Linked DNA regions of Sus scrofa: region 2 is linked to region 1. Evidence: chromatin contacts called from public HiChIP or PLAC-seq data. All regions are on one chromosome and are shown on one strand. The core of a region is the stretch at or near the end of the contact, and the rest is flanking DNA. Distances in the headings are between cores, read along the strand shown.

Region 1 (7,845 bases), core at 1,578-4,077:
AAATAATGGGCTTATAAAGAAAACTAGGAAACAAGGGGGGGGAAAAAGAAAACTAGGAAGACCAAGTAAACCTAAGGTATGGAATTTAAATATTGTCTTTTTATTTGATGATTTTTATATTAAGCCAAAGAATGTTTTACTTTTGGTCAGCAGATTTATTAAAGTTTTTACCCCAGAATATGTAAAATGAATACAAGAAAGATTATGATTTTGTATGATTTTCTAGATGTGATTTAAGAAGTTTTCTTTTGGAGTTCCCGTCGTAGCGAAGTGATTAACGAATCCGACTAGGAACCATGAGGTTGTGGGTTCAGTCCCTGGCCTTGCTCAGTGGGTTAAGGATCCGGTGTTGCCATGAGCTGTGGTGTAGGTTGCAGATTCGGCATGGATCCCACGTTGCTGTGGCTTTGGCGTAGGCCGGTGGCTACAGCTACGATTCGATCCCTAGCCTGGGAACCTCCACATGCTGCGAGAACGGCCCTAGAAAAGGCAAAAAAGACCAAAAAAAAAAAAAAAAAAGTGGTCTTTTCTCCTTTTTTTTTTTCTTTCTTTCTTTTTATGGCCACCCCACAGCATGTGGAGTTCCCAGGCCAGGGATCAGATCAAAGCAGCAGTGTTGACCTAAGCCACAGCTGTGGCAATGCCGGATCCTTACCCACTGTGACGGGCCCAGAATCAAACCAGTGTCCCAGTGCTCCCAAGATGCCACCAAGCCCGTTGCACCACAGTGGGGACTCCTTTTCCTCTGTTTAAAAGCATTCTTCATAGAATGCCTAATAGATCATATTTCAAATACAGTAAATCCTAAAGATAGGAAGGTTTTTATAGATACCATTTTATAGAAACAATAGTTGATAACTTCATTTCAGCAGCATTTACTTAAGTTAGTTTTTTTTTACTTAAATAGTTAACTTTTGAAATCTGCTATGTGTTTCCTATTAGTGTCAACTGACTGAATATACCAAGTTGAAAATGTTAAAAAGCTAAAAAGAGGAGTTCCCGTCATGGCTCAGTGGTTAACAAATCTGACTAAGAACCATGAGGTTGCAGGTTCGATTCCTGGCCTTACTCAGTGGGTTAAGGATCCGGTGTTGCCGTGAGCTGTGGTGTAGGTCCAGATACGGCTTGGATCCTGCTTTGCTGTGGTTGTGGCATAGGCCAGCGGCTACAGCTCCGATTAGACCCCTAGCCTAGGAACCTCCATATGCCTTGGGTGCAGCCCTAGAAAAAGAAAAAAAAAAAAAGATAAAAAATTTAAAAAAAAAAAACCTATAAAGAAGTTATTCGAGCTCTCTTGTTTTAAAGTGGGTTAAGGATCCTGTGTTGTCACTACAAAAAAAAAAAAAAGTTATTGTTAGTCATGACTACTGCTTCTTTATTTTGTTACTGTTTGATCTTCATACACTTTGGTTTTGATAGAAAATTATGAAGATATTGTTGTTGTTAGCATTAGAAGAATCCAGAAATGTGGGAGATGAACAATAATTTGGTAAAGTCCTAACTTCTTTTTTCTTGGGAAAGGAAAAAAGCACTTGATCTTTAATACTATCACTTTCTAAAACTTTTTTTTTCAACTTTTTTTTTCCTTTAGGGCCATATATGAAAGTTGCCAGGCTAGGGGTCAAGTCAAAGCTGCAACTGCCAGCCAACACCACAGCCACACCAACGCCAGATCCAAACCATGTCTGCAACCTACACCATAGCTCACAGCAATGCCAGATTTTTTAACCCACTAAGCAAGGCCAGGGATCAAACTCACATCCTCATGGAAAACTAGTCAGATTCTTAACCCTTCGAGCCACAATGAAAACTCCTCTAAAACTCTTTATTGAGCTCCTATAATGTGCAAAAGTAGCAAAACAGGGAGAGTGTGTTTGCCATTAAACTGTATAATCAAAGTATACCAGAGTGTATACTCAAGAATGGACCAGCATGACTTCAGGGCCTACCCACACAACCACTGAGAGTAGTCAGGAAGAATAGTTTTGTTAATGATGTTTTGGCTCTTATAGAAAATTAAATGACAAGACTATACTGTGAGCTAGTAGTTTTCATATTTCAGCATGTGGATTTACCCTCTGTAAATGGCTATGCTTTTCCCATCTATATAAACATTTGAAGTTCAGTTATTAATCCTCATCATGGATAACCGGGCCGGAAGTCATGCATAATGTCTTACTTGATTTTCCTTTTGAAATAAAAAGTTTATACAAAATTTTTAAGTTTAATTACCAATAAATAACTCTCTCCAGCCGATCCTTTTTTCAATATTTTCCAAAGTCTCTGCAAACAGGAGTATCTTTCTTTGTTTGTTTGTTTTGTTTTTTTTTTTTTTTTGCCTTTTCTTGGGCTGCTCCTGAGGCAGTGTGGAGGGTCCCAGGCTAGGGATCGAATCGGAGCTGTAGCCACCGGCCTATGCCAGAGCCACAGCAACACGGGATCCGAGCCATGTCTTCGACCTACACCATAGCTCACAGCAACGCCGGATCCTTGACCCACTGAGCGAGGCCAGGGATTGAACCCGCAACCTCATGGTTCCTAGTTGAATTCGTTAACCACTGCGCCCACAACAGGAACTCCAGGAGTATCTTTTTCTTAAACTATTTCTGTGTTTTGCTGTTGTTGATTCAGTATAAAAAAGACTTTATAACCCTAAATTCTTTCCTCCAGTAATTAACAATGCAGTTCTACAGTCAGCTCACTCCAAGCTCACACACACACACGACGTTAAGCTTGATGGGGTCCTTTTCTTTTATAGGAAACTCAGCTCTGTATTTATTTGAGTGCTACGATACGAGAACTGAAAGTTGGCACACAAAGCCCAGCATGCTGACTCAGCGCTGCAGCCACGGGATGGTGGAAGCCAATGGCCTGATCTATGTTTGTGGTGGAAGTTTAGGAAACAATGTTTCTGGGCGAGTATTGAATTCCTGTGAAGTCTATGATCCTGCCACAGAAACGTATGTATCAATTTAAAACTCTTATTTCACAATTAATTGTATTCTGTAAGCTCAATGGAAGATGTCAAAAGCCAGAAGGAACCCAAAGGAAGGATTTTTATTCTCACATTAAGAATGTACATACAGGGATTTCCCGTCATGGCTCAGTGGTAATGAACCCAGCTAGTATCGATGAGGATACAGGTTTGATCCCTGGCCCCACTCAGTGGGTTAAGGATATAGCGTCACCATGAGCTGTGGTGTAGGTTGCAGACACAGCTTGGATCCTGCATTGCTGTGGCATATGGTGGCAGCTGCAGCTCTGATTCGACCCCCTAGGCTGGGAATCTCCATATGCTGTGGGTGCAGCCCTAAAAAGACAAAAAAAAAAGGGGGGGGGAATGTACATACGGTTTTGAATGTGCTGGGGGCAGGGGGCATGTTTACAGCCTGGACTCTTCTCTACACCTTAAGAGATAGTTTTACCTTATACCCTGTAGGATTCCCTCTCTTTCTGTTCCTGCTTGTGCAATAAATGCCTGTGAATGAGACAAATATGACTGATTCATCAAATTCATAAAGTATTTTTCTTTGAGAGATTGGCAGGTGTGTGTTGGGGGGGAGACAGTTTATGATCAATAGTAAATTTGCCTTTCATTAGACGTATTTACATATTGGTCCACTGCATTAATGAATCACACCCCTAGATATACTGCCCTTTTTTGAGTTTCTGCTTTGCTAAAGTATGTTTGGATTCATATTTATTAAATAAAATTATTCTTAAATCAACTGGGAAGCAAATAACTTGCTTTTAAAAAAGGTAGAATACTAACAAAAAATCGAATGGTTAGCCAGTTTTTCTGATCGTGGTGGAAGCCATTCAATATAGCTAAAGGAAATGTGCTAGCTATTGAATAGTGGGGTGGTGGTATAGTGTAATTAACTAACAAGGAATTGAACAATGCTCTTACATTTTCCTAAGTGAAAAGCTGGTGTGAATATAATTATCCATATCTCAAAATGAAAGATGTTATATACTACTATGATTTCCTTTCTAATATGTGATGTTCCCCCAGCTTATTTTTGGTAAGACTATTTCTTCCCAATTTGGACAGTTATTTTAGTGAGGGTTTTTTGGTTTTTTTTGTTTTTTTTTTTTTGTATTTTTGTCTTTTCAGGGCTGTACCTGCAGCATATGGAGGTTCCCAGGCGCTAGGGGTCAAATCGGAGCTGTAGCTGCTGGCGTACACCACAGCCACAGCAACACTGGATCTGAGCCGCGTCTGTGACCTACACCAGAGCTCAGGGCAACGCCGGATCCTTAACCCACTAAGCGAGGCCAGCAACCGAACCTTTGTCCTCATGGATGCTAGTCAGGTTCATTAACCACTGAGCCAGGCAGGAATGCCAATAAATGCAATAAATGTTTTTTTAACTAGAATATGTTTAATTGGAAGCTAAGAAATGAAACATATGGAAACACCATGCAAACAGAATTTTAAGAAAAGCTGCTGAACACTAAACTCAGGTTGGGAAGAGTGATGACCTAGTACATACTCTGCATGTGAATTACAAGAGGAAGGAACTGTGTTTTGTGGGACTTCCTTAATTTGAAATTTCAGCAGACTCAGAGATACGTAAAAACATTCTTACTTTATATCAAAGACATATTTAGAGAAGAAAGGTATATGTATATGGAATTCTTTCTACAGCAGACACTGTTTAATGCACTTTGACAGCTCACTGTGGCAAGGCCTTGGGGGCAGGGAACAGGCTCTCCCATTTTGGAGCTGTCTGCTGGTCTTTTTACCTGGAGGAGCATGTGCATTTATCCTGAAAAACAGGAGGGCCTGCCCAACTCACCTTAACTAAATGCTCAGAAAGTGGGAGTGGGGACTGTCAAACCATTTTAAAGACAGACCAAAAATATATAAACATAAGGCAACAAAAGTGTTGTTAGTTTTTCAGAATTCATCATTATGCTGTGTATTTTGAAAAGTTAAATTATTAAATTTTTTAAAAGAGAGTTATAAATAATCAGAGACTTATACTTGTGCCACATTTCCCTTTTGTTGTTGTTTGGAGTCTTTTGGCTTATATCAGTTGTTAAGAGCACAAGCCTGTGTGCCATCTTCACAGTCACAAATGTCAGTTGTACATATGGGGGTGTATGCAGAAGAGGTGGTTGGATCTCATAACCAAAAAAACAAAATAACTGAATAAAGTTGACTGTGTTTAATGCTGCTACCTGTGAATTAGTCTCCTTCAATACTTGTATCCACATTTACACTCTCAGTCTCATTCTTCTTAGTAGTGCCTGAAACACAGCAACATACTAATGTTACTAAGTGTGACAGAATAATAGTGCTGTAGTTTCTAGAGCTGGCTAAAATTCTGTGTGTATTTAAACATGAACAAGTAAATAGTAAAGAGATATGCTCATTTGCCATTTGCTAGAGGCCCGTGATAAATTTGTTTTACTTTTTTTACTTACTCTTACATTATTGCCTTATATTTTCTTACGTATCTTCCCCTTCTTTTTTTGTTACTATTGCCAACCAAAAATTAACAGTTGGCATTTACCTCTACAAGGATTAAATCATGAGCCAGTGCAGCTGCTGACCTTCAGCACCTGCTAAAAGAAGTTCAGGGTGGAGATGAGGAATGAGACACTCTGTTCTCTGGGAGAACTGGCAGAAACAGGCCTTCAGATAGTTAGAAATTTTCAGAGGAAGATTTTTTGAGCCCAGTTTTTGCATCTCCTTATAACTAGAAAAGCACTAGAATTATTCATGGTGACATCCGCTCCTCGTGACTAGCAGTAACCTTCTGCAAAATGTGTGCTCACCTTTATGTATCCGCCTTTAGTGAAATCATATATATACTGACCTTTCCCCTACCTCTTTGGAGCACTTTCTTAGAGCTATCTGAAATGCTGTCTGCTGGGCTATAGTCCCCATTTTACTCCAAATAAAACTTAACTCATAGCTCTCACATTGTGGGTTGTTTTTTTTTTGTTTTTTTTTTTTTCCCTGTTGACACTATTTTACCAGTTATTATGAACTACAGGAAATGGATTTTTTCCCAAAGACATGTTAATAGTCTCCACATATCATCTCTTTCTTCCTGTTGGAGTTGAAAAGGATAAAGTCCCCTTTTACCCCACCTATAAATAAATAGGTGTTAAACTTTTGTTTTCTATCTTTCCAAATGTGTGTGTGCATGCACGCATGTGTGTGTGTGTGTACGTACACATAAGTGAGTGGTAAATGCATGCTTGGTTGGGATAACAGACTTCTTATAAATTAGTATGAGTCCTTTTACTTCTTGTGAACAAGTACACTGAAAACTTTATTTTTTCAGATGGACTGAACTGTGTCCAATGATTGAGGCCAGGAAGAATCATGGACTGGTATTTGTAAAGGACAAGATATTTGCTGTGGGTGGTCAGAATGGCTTAGGTATGTGATATAATTCACTGTTCAACTTTCCCAATGAACTTGCTGCTATCTCCTTATCTTAAATTTATAGGAATGTTTCTTAAGATCTACATACATGCATTGATTACATACATTGTCATACTTATTTTTAGTTTCTGGGAACTAACATTTTATGATACATTATATGTACATTTAACATTCCTGAAGTTCTTGGCTCAGCAGGTTAGGAACCCGACATAGTATCCATGAGGATGTGGGTTCATTCCCTGGCTTGCTCAGTGGGTTAGGGATCAGGTGTTGCTGAAGCTGCTGTGTAGTTCACAGATGTGGCTCAGATCCTGCATTGCTGTGGCTGTGGTGTAGGCTAGCAGCTTAAGCTCTCATTCAACCCCTAGCCCAGGAACTTCCACATGTTGTAGGTGTGGCCTTAAAAAAAAAAGTAATTCCTGTTCATGAAATGTGGGTAATGGCCACCAGCAGTCATTGTGACAGTTGGAGACAGCTTTCACACATTTCCAAATACTCTTAGGTAATGGTATCACACTAGCTTAAGAGCTGTCGAGTTATAGAAACATTCGAACTTTAATACAACTTTTAAAACTGTTAAGTTTAACTTTTAGGGTCGTATCCAGGATTTGAATGGCAAAGTTTCTTAAACGTTTTTAAACCTTGCATGAAAACATCAATATTCTCCTTTTCAATGAGTAAATTTGATCTTTTTATTTTCTTTTTCTTTGAATATTATTATTATTATTTTTTGTCTTTTGTCCTTTTAGGGCCACACCCGTAGCATGTGGAGGTTCCCAGGCTAAGGGTTTAATCAGAGCTGTAGCCACCGGCCTATGCCAGAGCCACAGCAATGTGGGATCCAAGCCTCGTCTTTGACCTACACCCACAGCTCACAGCAACGCAGGATCCTTAACCCACTGAGTGAGGCCAGGGATTGAACTCAAAGCCTCATGGTTCCTAGTCGGATTCGTTTCCGTTGCACCACGACAGGAACTCCGATCTTTTTATTTTCTTAAGTAATACTGTACTAAATAATCTTAAATAACTGCTTTTAATAATGTATAGTGTGGACTGAATCTATAGATAATTCACAATGCTCATTTTAGTCAGTACCTTTAATCATCACTTAAGTATAACAAAGAAATAACTTCTTTTCTTCTGTTTTTCTCCATTGCTGTTTTTCCATAAACTTCTAAAAGATGGTAGAAGGAAAAAGGACATTTGAATGATTATAATCAAACTTAATCAGAAGAAAACTTCACTAACTGGTCTACTTTTTAATCTTTCCATAACAGGTTATTTTTAATTTTATAGAATAAATGTAAATATTCATGAGTCTAAAATGACAAAAATCAAGTTACATTTCTGTTATGTTAAAATGAGAACAAGAATTTAGATGGTAGATGTGTGGGCATTCACTGTAAAATTTTTACATCTTTTCTGCATGTTTGAAGTTT
Region 2 (7,845 bases), core at 2,192-4,691, 350 kb after region 1:
TAACCATCCCAATTTCACACCAATTTTCACTTAGGCCATTAAGACCATCACTCAACTTCCTTAAAGTTTTCCTTCAAGTTTAATGTCAAAAGACTTATTTATCAAGAACAGTACTAATGCTGCTAGGCCTATGTACTTTTTTTTTTCAGATGAAAACAAAACTGAAGTATATTGCTACCTTTCTGCTCAATATCAACTATGCTCATTTATTTACCTACAACAAGTCTTTCACCACATCTCAGATACACTTTAAATTTTTGGACAGATGCCTGGACCAGGGAGAGCAACTTAGGCCTTTTCACTCACTAAAACTGTAAAAGGAGCATATTTACTACTAAAAACAAAAACAAAGTATGGCTAATTTGCTTTAACTGGTCTCATGGCCGCTTCATTAACTAGGCTGGTTTAAGAGTATCTTCCCCTCTCCCTTTCAGCTTTCCTAGTACTTCTATAAAATAGACCCCCAGTATAGATCACCACAGCCCTGTTATACATACAGAAAGTTTTGTGTTCTGTGACACCATAAATCCTTTAATTTTACTAGGATAGCAATCAAACCTTTATATATTAGATTTAAGCCTTCCCTCATAAAAATAATAGTTGAAAATTATTCAACATTGCTAAAAACTACTATTTCTTAGGTATTAATGTAAACAAGGTAACTCCTTAAGAAGTTTAAACTTTAAATCCCATTTCTAACATAGCAACCTACTGGAAAATATTCAGGTTTCCTTTTAGTTAACAAAAGCACTAAGATATGACAGGATATTTTTTTGAAAAGATAACAGCAAATTTTGGGTTTTCTTTTCTTTTTTTTAGGGCCGCACCTGCAGCATATGGCAGTTCCCAGGCTATGGGTCAAATCGGAGCTACAGCTGCTGGCCTACACCACAGCCACAGCAATGCCAGATACTTGATCCACTGGGTGGGGCCAGGGATAGAACCCAAAATCTCATGGATACTAATTGGGTTCCTTTCTGCTGAGCCACAAGGGGAACTCCTCAGCAAATTTCAAAGAAGGCATGCTTTATATTATCCAAGGTGTCACAAATACCTAACCTACTTTGTTGTCTACCCTTCAATTTTTTTTTTTTAATCAGGGGAACCTCAATCTGCATGTATTTCTTCATGGAATCATTCAAGGTTAAGAAAAAGTACTCTTAACTCCCCTTTAATAAATTAATTATTATTATTATTTTGCTTTTTTTAGGGCTGCACTTGCAGCATATAGAAGTTCCCAAGCTAGGGGTCGAATCGGTGCTGAAGCTGCCGGCCTACACCACAGCCACAGCAACGCAGGATCCAAGACCTACATCACAGTTCATGGCAATGCCAGATTCCAGACCCACTAAGCGAGGTCAGGGATTGAACCCGCATCCTCAAGGATACTAGTCGGATTTGTTTCCACTGAGCCATAAAGGGGAACTCCCTCCCCTTTAATTTATAGTTATGAAGATACCAATATTTTAACCTCCACAAACAATTTAGAAATTTAAAAGTCTTAAAAGGCAAATCAGTAACTGTCAGCAAATAACCCAAAGAATAAACTACAACACACAAAACTTTTAATTCTTCATAATTATTTTTACTGTAATACCAAAAAAATGGTCTGTCATTTTAAGAATTGGTAGTTTAATTCTCAAAGACACAAAACGTCATATTAACATTTACCATTTAAAAATAACATTCATCAAAAGCTAACACCAAATAAATGCCATTTTCACTAACTGTGCATTAGAACTGAGGTTTGAGTATCAATAAGCCTTATATGGACAAATGCTAGATTGCCCTTTTCTACTTTTGATTTGCCTTAATTATGAAATAATTTGAACTTTCTCCAGGGAAATTCATACAGCTAATCAGAATTTAGAAAAAGAACTGAAACTGCAAACAGAAAGATAAACTGAAATATTGAGAAGGGGTGTTATCTCTCCTGTTTCTGTAGACACTACACTTAACCTGCTCTTAAAGCTGTCCAGTCAAGGAGTTTAGCAAATTCCTCAGTACCCTCCATTTGGATGCACCAACCATTAAAAATAGTGTTTACCTGACATAGATTAATGATTCACCCAAATCATGCCAGAAATTTCAACAGAAACATAGTTCGACAGGCTTCCAGTCTACCTTACCTACTATAAACCATGAGCCTGGCAGAAAATTCTCACAGTACAACCTGCTTAGTGTCCATTTGTTCTGTAAACTATTCTCTATCAATTAGAAGGCTGTAGTGGTAGCCGAAGGACATAGCCAAAAACAAAGAGGAGCTAACAATGAGTACTCAGAAAGTATTACAGAGACTCCCCACTTCCCTTAGATTATAAAAATTTAGCCCACCTAATCCTTGGGGAAGAGCCTCCTTGTCTGCCTGCCTGAATCTCCCACAAGCATCTATCTTAATAAATCTATTTCTTGCTTATCAAAAAAAGAAAGTACTATAGAGTATCGAATACAAGCAGCTTAAAAACTATTTTTCTTTTCTGTATTAAAATAGTTGTATTTTATACACTGTAAATAACCTCACTAACAATGTACTATTTTTTTAATCATGAAAAAAGCTGACTAAATATGCACATGCTGCTGCAGAACATGAGAACAATTCTAACAGCAAACACTAATTGCAATGTCACTTAATACAGCTAATAGTTAGAGATGGAAAAAAAATCCAAGTAAAATCCATTAAAATAAACCTATATAAATGCTACACTGTGACCCTAATATTATGGCAAAGCAAATTCTGTCCCAAGTACCAGGTTTACACAAATCCAAGTCTATATGAATATAGCATAAGCTTTTTTCTAAAAAAAAAAAAAAAAACAAAAACAAAAAAAAACGGATTTTTTTTTTTTAGCATAAGCTTTTAATACAAATTTTTTCAAAATATATTTTCCCACTCCTTGGTGAAATTAGAGATTTCCATAGAAATCATCTAGTGTATTTACGTAAATTGTATTTTTTTTGGGGGGGTACTTAAATTATCCAAATAACTATAATATTTATTGTACCAAGAACTTCATTCTTTAGGACTTGTGGGAAACCTTCTGTGTTACTCAATTCTTTCATTTTATATGGTGCTTCTTTTTCAGACTCTCAGGTTTACAAAAGAAATACTCTTACTCTCTAACTCCAATTGCTCATTAACATTAGCTATTTTTATTTAGTCTTTTTAGGGCTGCACCTGCAGCATATGGAAGTTCCCAGGCTAGGGGCTGAACTGGAGCTGCAGCTGTTGGCCTACACCACAGCTACAGCAACACCAGATCCCAGCTAGATCTTTGACCTATACCACAGCTGGTAGCAACGCAAGACCCTTAACCCACTGAGCCACAACCACAACACCCTCATTAGCGTTATTTATTTTTAGGACTGCACCCATGGCACATGGAAGTTCCCAGTTAATCGGAGCTACCACTGCCAGCCTATGCCAGATCTGAGCTGCATACGCAACCTAAACTGCAACTGGCAGCAACTCCAGATGACCCTTAACCCACTGAGTGGGGCCAAGGATTGAGCCTGCATCCTCACGGATACTAGTCGGGTTCACTACGAGCCACAACGGGAACTCCTCATTAACTATTTTTAAGTGATAATTTCCCTTCTCTTAAAAGTCATACCAGCATGCTGCATTCTAAGTGAGATTAAAGTCTTTGTATCAAAAAAGACTCACAGATACTCTAACTTGTATGTTTTTTGTGTAACATATTATTTAGAAATTGGCATTTATACATATATAATCAAATTTAAATTCATGTTACAACTATTAAATTACCTATAAAATTTACAAATCTTCTGTACTAATTTCAAACATGGTTCATAAAATGACCAGCTTATATGCTGTGATCAATTGTAACTCCAAAAAGCTCGTGTCTAAGTGGCAATTTCGAAGGCATAGAAAACTAGTGTAAAAGGACTTAAAGTGGTTTAGCTATATTAGAAACTAAGAGCAACTAAAAACTAAGAACCTTTTACAGAAGTGCCATGGAGTATTTACAAATCTTGAATAAGCAAGATTACAGGACCTCAGTTTTAAGGGAAAAAAACAAGGATAACTGTTCTTCTACCTCACACTGGTCAGGCCTAGTCACTCACACATTTAGTGAAAATCATGAGTTCATAAGGATTATACAAAACTATAAATGGAAGTAACTTAAATGAGGTAGGAAAAAACCACATTTCCTTTTGTTCTTTTCAACTTGTTTTATTTATTTATTTATGTCTTTTTGTCTTTTCTAGGGCCACACCAGTGGCATATGGAGGTTCCCAGGCTAGGGGTCAAATCGGAGCTGTAGTCGCTGGCCTACACCACAGTCACAGCCATGTCAGATCCCAGCTGTGTCTTCGACCTACACCACAGCTCATGGCAACAACGGATCCTTAACCCCCTGAGTGAGGCCAGGGATCGAACCCGAAACCTCTTGGTTCCTAGTCAGATTCGTTAACCACTGAGCTATGATGGGAACTCAAACTTTTTTTTTTTTAAACAGTGTCTATTGATTCTTTTCCCCATCTGATCATTACCATTTTTTCACTTCCACTCTTTCCTACTAAATCTGTTAGGACATGTGAACAAATAATCAGATTCACTCACTGTTTGTGGTCCCTAGGTTAGTTACTTGATGCCTGAATACCCGCTAATGCTATCAAAGAGGTTTTCACTGTTCACAAGTTCTAAAACACTATTATGCTGATTATTCATGACCATTTCACACTTGTTATACTACAAATGTTATATCATGAGTAAATAACTTCAGTTCATTTACAAAACTAAGTCCATGAACAATGTTTACCTGTATTTTTTAATGACTCTCATTCCTAAATATTTAAATCTCTTGATATTCTTTCAGATCTCAAAACAACTTAAACTTATTTTAGGAATGGTACAAATCATAAGAAGGATCTATGACAAATCTATAAAATTACAGTTAGGCATCGTGGATACAATTAGTTGCAGAGCTCCTTTAAAAAATCCCACTTTCTGCTTAGATTGAGCAAATTACTACCCCTCAGTGAGAGAATCTCGTATATAAAAATCTTCCCCCATTTCTGCTATTCTTTAACAAGCTATCTTAATACACACAAATTTAAATTCCAAATCAAAACAGCCAAATTTGTGTTTTGCTCTTTATTTTTATCATACGATTAATCATTTCATATATTAAGAGGGGAACACTGGGAGTCTGTTTTATAATATTCCAGGTATTCAAGAAGCCAGAACAAGCTCTGAATAAAGGAGGAAAGAATAAGGACTATCTTTCCTCTTTATCCTACAAAGCACAGACAATTGTGGAATTATAATAAGACCCTTACATGATAAAAAAAAAAAGTCTTTAACCTCTTTTAAAAACACCAATATAAATTTGTGGGCCATTGTGAAAGAAAAAAATTAGAAACAACTCATTCTTTTTATGAAGATGACATGCAAAACTCATAGTTCAAGTACCAACCTCACTGCCAGCTCCAAAAGACATTTCCTCTTAAGGTTCTGTTAACTTGATATACATGTCACAAACAAATTGCTCATGTTGGCCTATTTTAATGGCACTACTATTCTCCTGGATCCCTTGAAAATGTCTATTCAGTTTAGACCTAATTTTTCATAAGCTCCTACCTTAAATATTTCAAGTGTGCCCTGCTGATCTTCCTGTACCGGTCTCTGTTCTTTGCTAAAATTCACTATGCCATCCAAGAATTAAGAATCCATAGACAGCTCATTAGTGAATACTAGATTAAGTCCAAATTCCTAAAACTAAAATTCGAAATGCTTCAATACCTGACTAGTCAAATCTATCATGTCTCATTACTCTAGCAACCTCACTGTTCCACCCTTACAATGTTCATATTTCCCTAATCATAAGAGCCAATGTACTTTTTCCATACTAAAGCTTTCCCTTTCTCATAGGCACACAAAACTGCTTCAAATTCTTTATTAATTTTATCACATACCACTTCATCATATACTTACTTTTACCCAGATATGAGCTGTCAGTCATCTCAAATCAGACTCCAAGTTCTCTTTCCCTTAAGAACACCTGGCTTTTACTAAAAAGGCAGCAGATGCTCAAAAGTTTTACCTCGAGTAGAAGGCAATTTTGTTGGTTAACTGTCAGTGTTACTTACGACAAAATTTAGTCAATTATATTTTCTTTCCTAAAGGTCTTTTATTCTAGTCCTTTAAAATGCAAGAGATATTAATCTATAATGGAAAAGCAAGCTCCTGTAGCTGTTTTTAGCAAACTCCATAACTGCTCTGAGACACTGAAGTGCAGTGTACTCTTTTCAAAAAAGTAACCAAAAATATACAGCATAGTGTATGTATGAAATGAGCAACGGACTGGTACTTGTAAACAGTCCTATTTCTTCCATGTGTTTCCAGTCTCTAGAAAGTTATCCTCTAATTTTAAGAATCTTTTCAATAAGATAGAGTTAATATGCACTATTAATATTGACTCTGTACACTTAGCAAATGAAATCTGAATACTGACCCATCAATTTTAGTCAATTCTCTATTTCAGTCAAAAAGTTTGAGATACAACAACTACTTAAAACACTTCGGAAAGATCATCTGAAAACACTTTTTTGAGCCTCTCTGAAAGGTTATAACATTTACTATTTATTTATTTAGTTTAGGGCCACCCTCACAGCACATGGAAATTCCCAGGCTAGGGGTTGAATCAGAATTGCAGCTGCTGGCCCATGCCACAGTCACAGCAACGTGGGACCCAAGCAGTGTCTGAGACCTACACACAGCTTGTGGCAACGCTGGATCTTTAACCCACTGAGTAGGGCCAAGGATCAAATCCCGGTCCTCATGGATACTTGTCAGATTGGTTACCGCTAAGTCACAACAGGAACTCCGGTTATTACATTTAGGTACAAAAATACAACAAATGTATTCTATAAAACCTTTTTAAAAAAATTTAAATAAATTTTATTGGACTATAGTTGATTTAGAAAGTTGTGTGAATTTCAAGTGTACAGCACAGTAAATCAGTTAAACATATTTTATAAAATCTTTCTAAACTGCTGGTTTGTGGTTAGCAGATAAAAGATCACTGTAATTTAAAAACTAAAAGCATTGGTGAATATGAAATTGCCTTGAGAATCAAAAAAAGGTACACACTCAGAAAAGTTTCTAGCATTCTTCTAATTCTTCAACCAATTATGAATAAAGACAATTACCTCAACCTACAAAAAAGTAATATAAGTAACAGGTGAACCTATTCATTACTCAATTTGGTTCATTTCATACCTGGGTATCACGTGTGGGGAAAAATTTTTTCTATAACCACAAACGTTGTAAAAGGGGAGGAAAAAGAAGGCAAAAACTTTTTCTCTATTAAAAGAAATTAAGTGCCATGCATTTTAGGTTAAAATTGGGTGGGAACCTTACATGTATTACTTTCTTGGATGGGTAAGGTAACAATCATCAAGAACTTGCTCCTTCCTTAACCTGATGACTAAATAAAATTTTAAAAAAATAAAGGAAAACAAGGTCTCAGATAGTAGTCCTCTTCACTTCTCCACAAACCAAAACAAATACCAACTTCTCGAGATTATAGTGAAGTTAATTTAAGAGGCAGCAAAATTTCTTCCATAGCCACCTAACATTTTCAAAACAAGAAGCAGCTCACAACTATCCCCAAATATCATTACGTGATTTTTAAAAAGTTTTGTTGGGATAATCAATACCACCCATTCTAAAAAATTCAGTAAGCTCAACTATTCCTTTCTATCTATGACCCAGAAATATGACCTAGAGAAACCCAATCTTAAAGGCATTAAAGATAACTTTTTTTGGTTTCCAATCTCAAAAAGAACAAAAGCCTAAATCGACCCTCTGATTTAACT

Evidence for each region. HiChIP or PLAC-seq counts read pairs in DNA pulled down with a chosen protein or histone mark.
Region 2: a contact with region 1 is called in an H3K27ac HiChIP or PLAC-seq map of alveolar macrophages. The contact joins two enhancer-like sites. A contact is called at or near these places in 1 of 5 promoter capture datasets (fetal liver) and 1 of 2 datasets of contacts at active chromatin or transcription factors (alveolar macrophages).

What each region holds. Positions count from the first base shown.
Region 1 is chr9:91,962,359-91,970,203 of Sscrofa11.1, forward strand. KLHL7 (kelch-like protein 7) reads left to right here. Exons shown (of 12, transcript XM_021063445.1): 10 at 2,759-2,960; 11 at 6,303-6,400. Among named protein-coding and RNA genes, the nearest start is that of NUPL2, 15 kb to the right of the region's middle. Within about 2 kb of position 2,828, at least 5 of the 83 cell types and tissues checked have an H3K27ac peak or open chromatin away from gene starts, as enhancers often do. A contact at or near this core is called in alveolar macrophages, where this site is marked.
Region 2 is chr9:92,314,345-92,322,189 of Sscrofa11.1, forward strand. All of the region lies in intron 1 of TRA2A (transformer 2 alpha homolog), which reads right to left. Among named protein-coding and RNA genes, the nearest start is that of TRA2A, 5.3 kb to the right of the region's middle. Within about 2 kb of position 3,442, at least 2 of the 83 cell types and tissues checked have an H3K27ac peak or open chromatin away from gene starts, as enhancers often do. A contact at or near this core is called in alveolar macrophages, where this site is marked.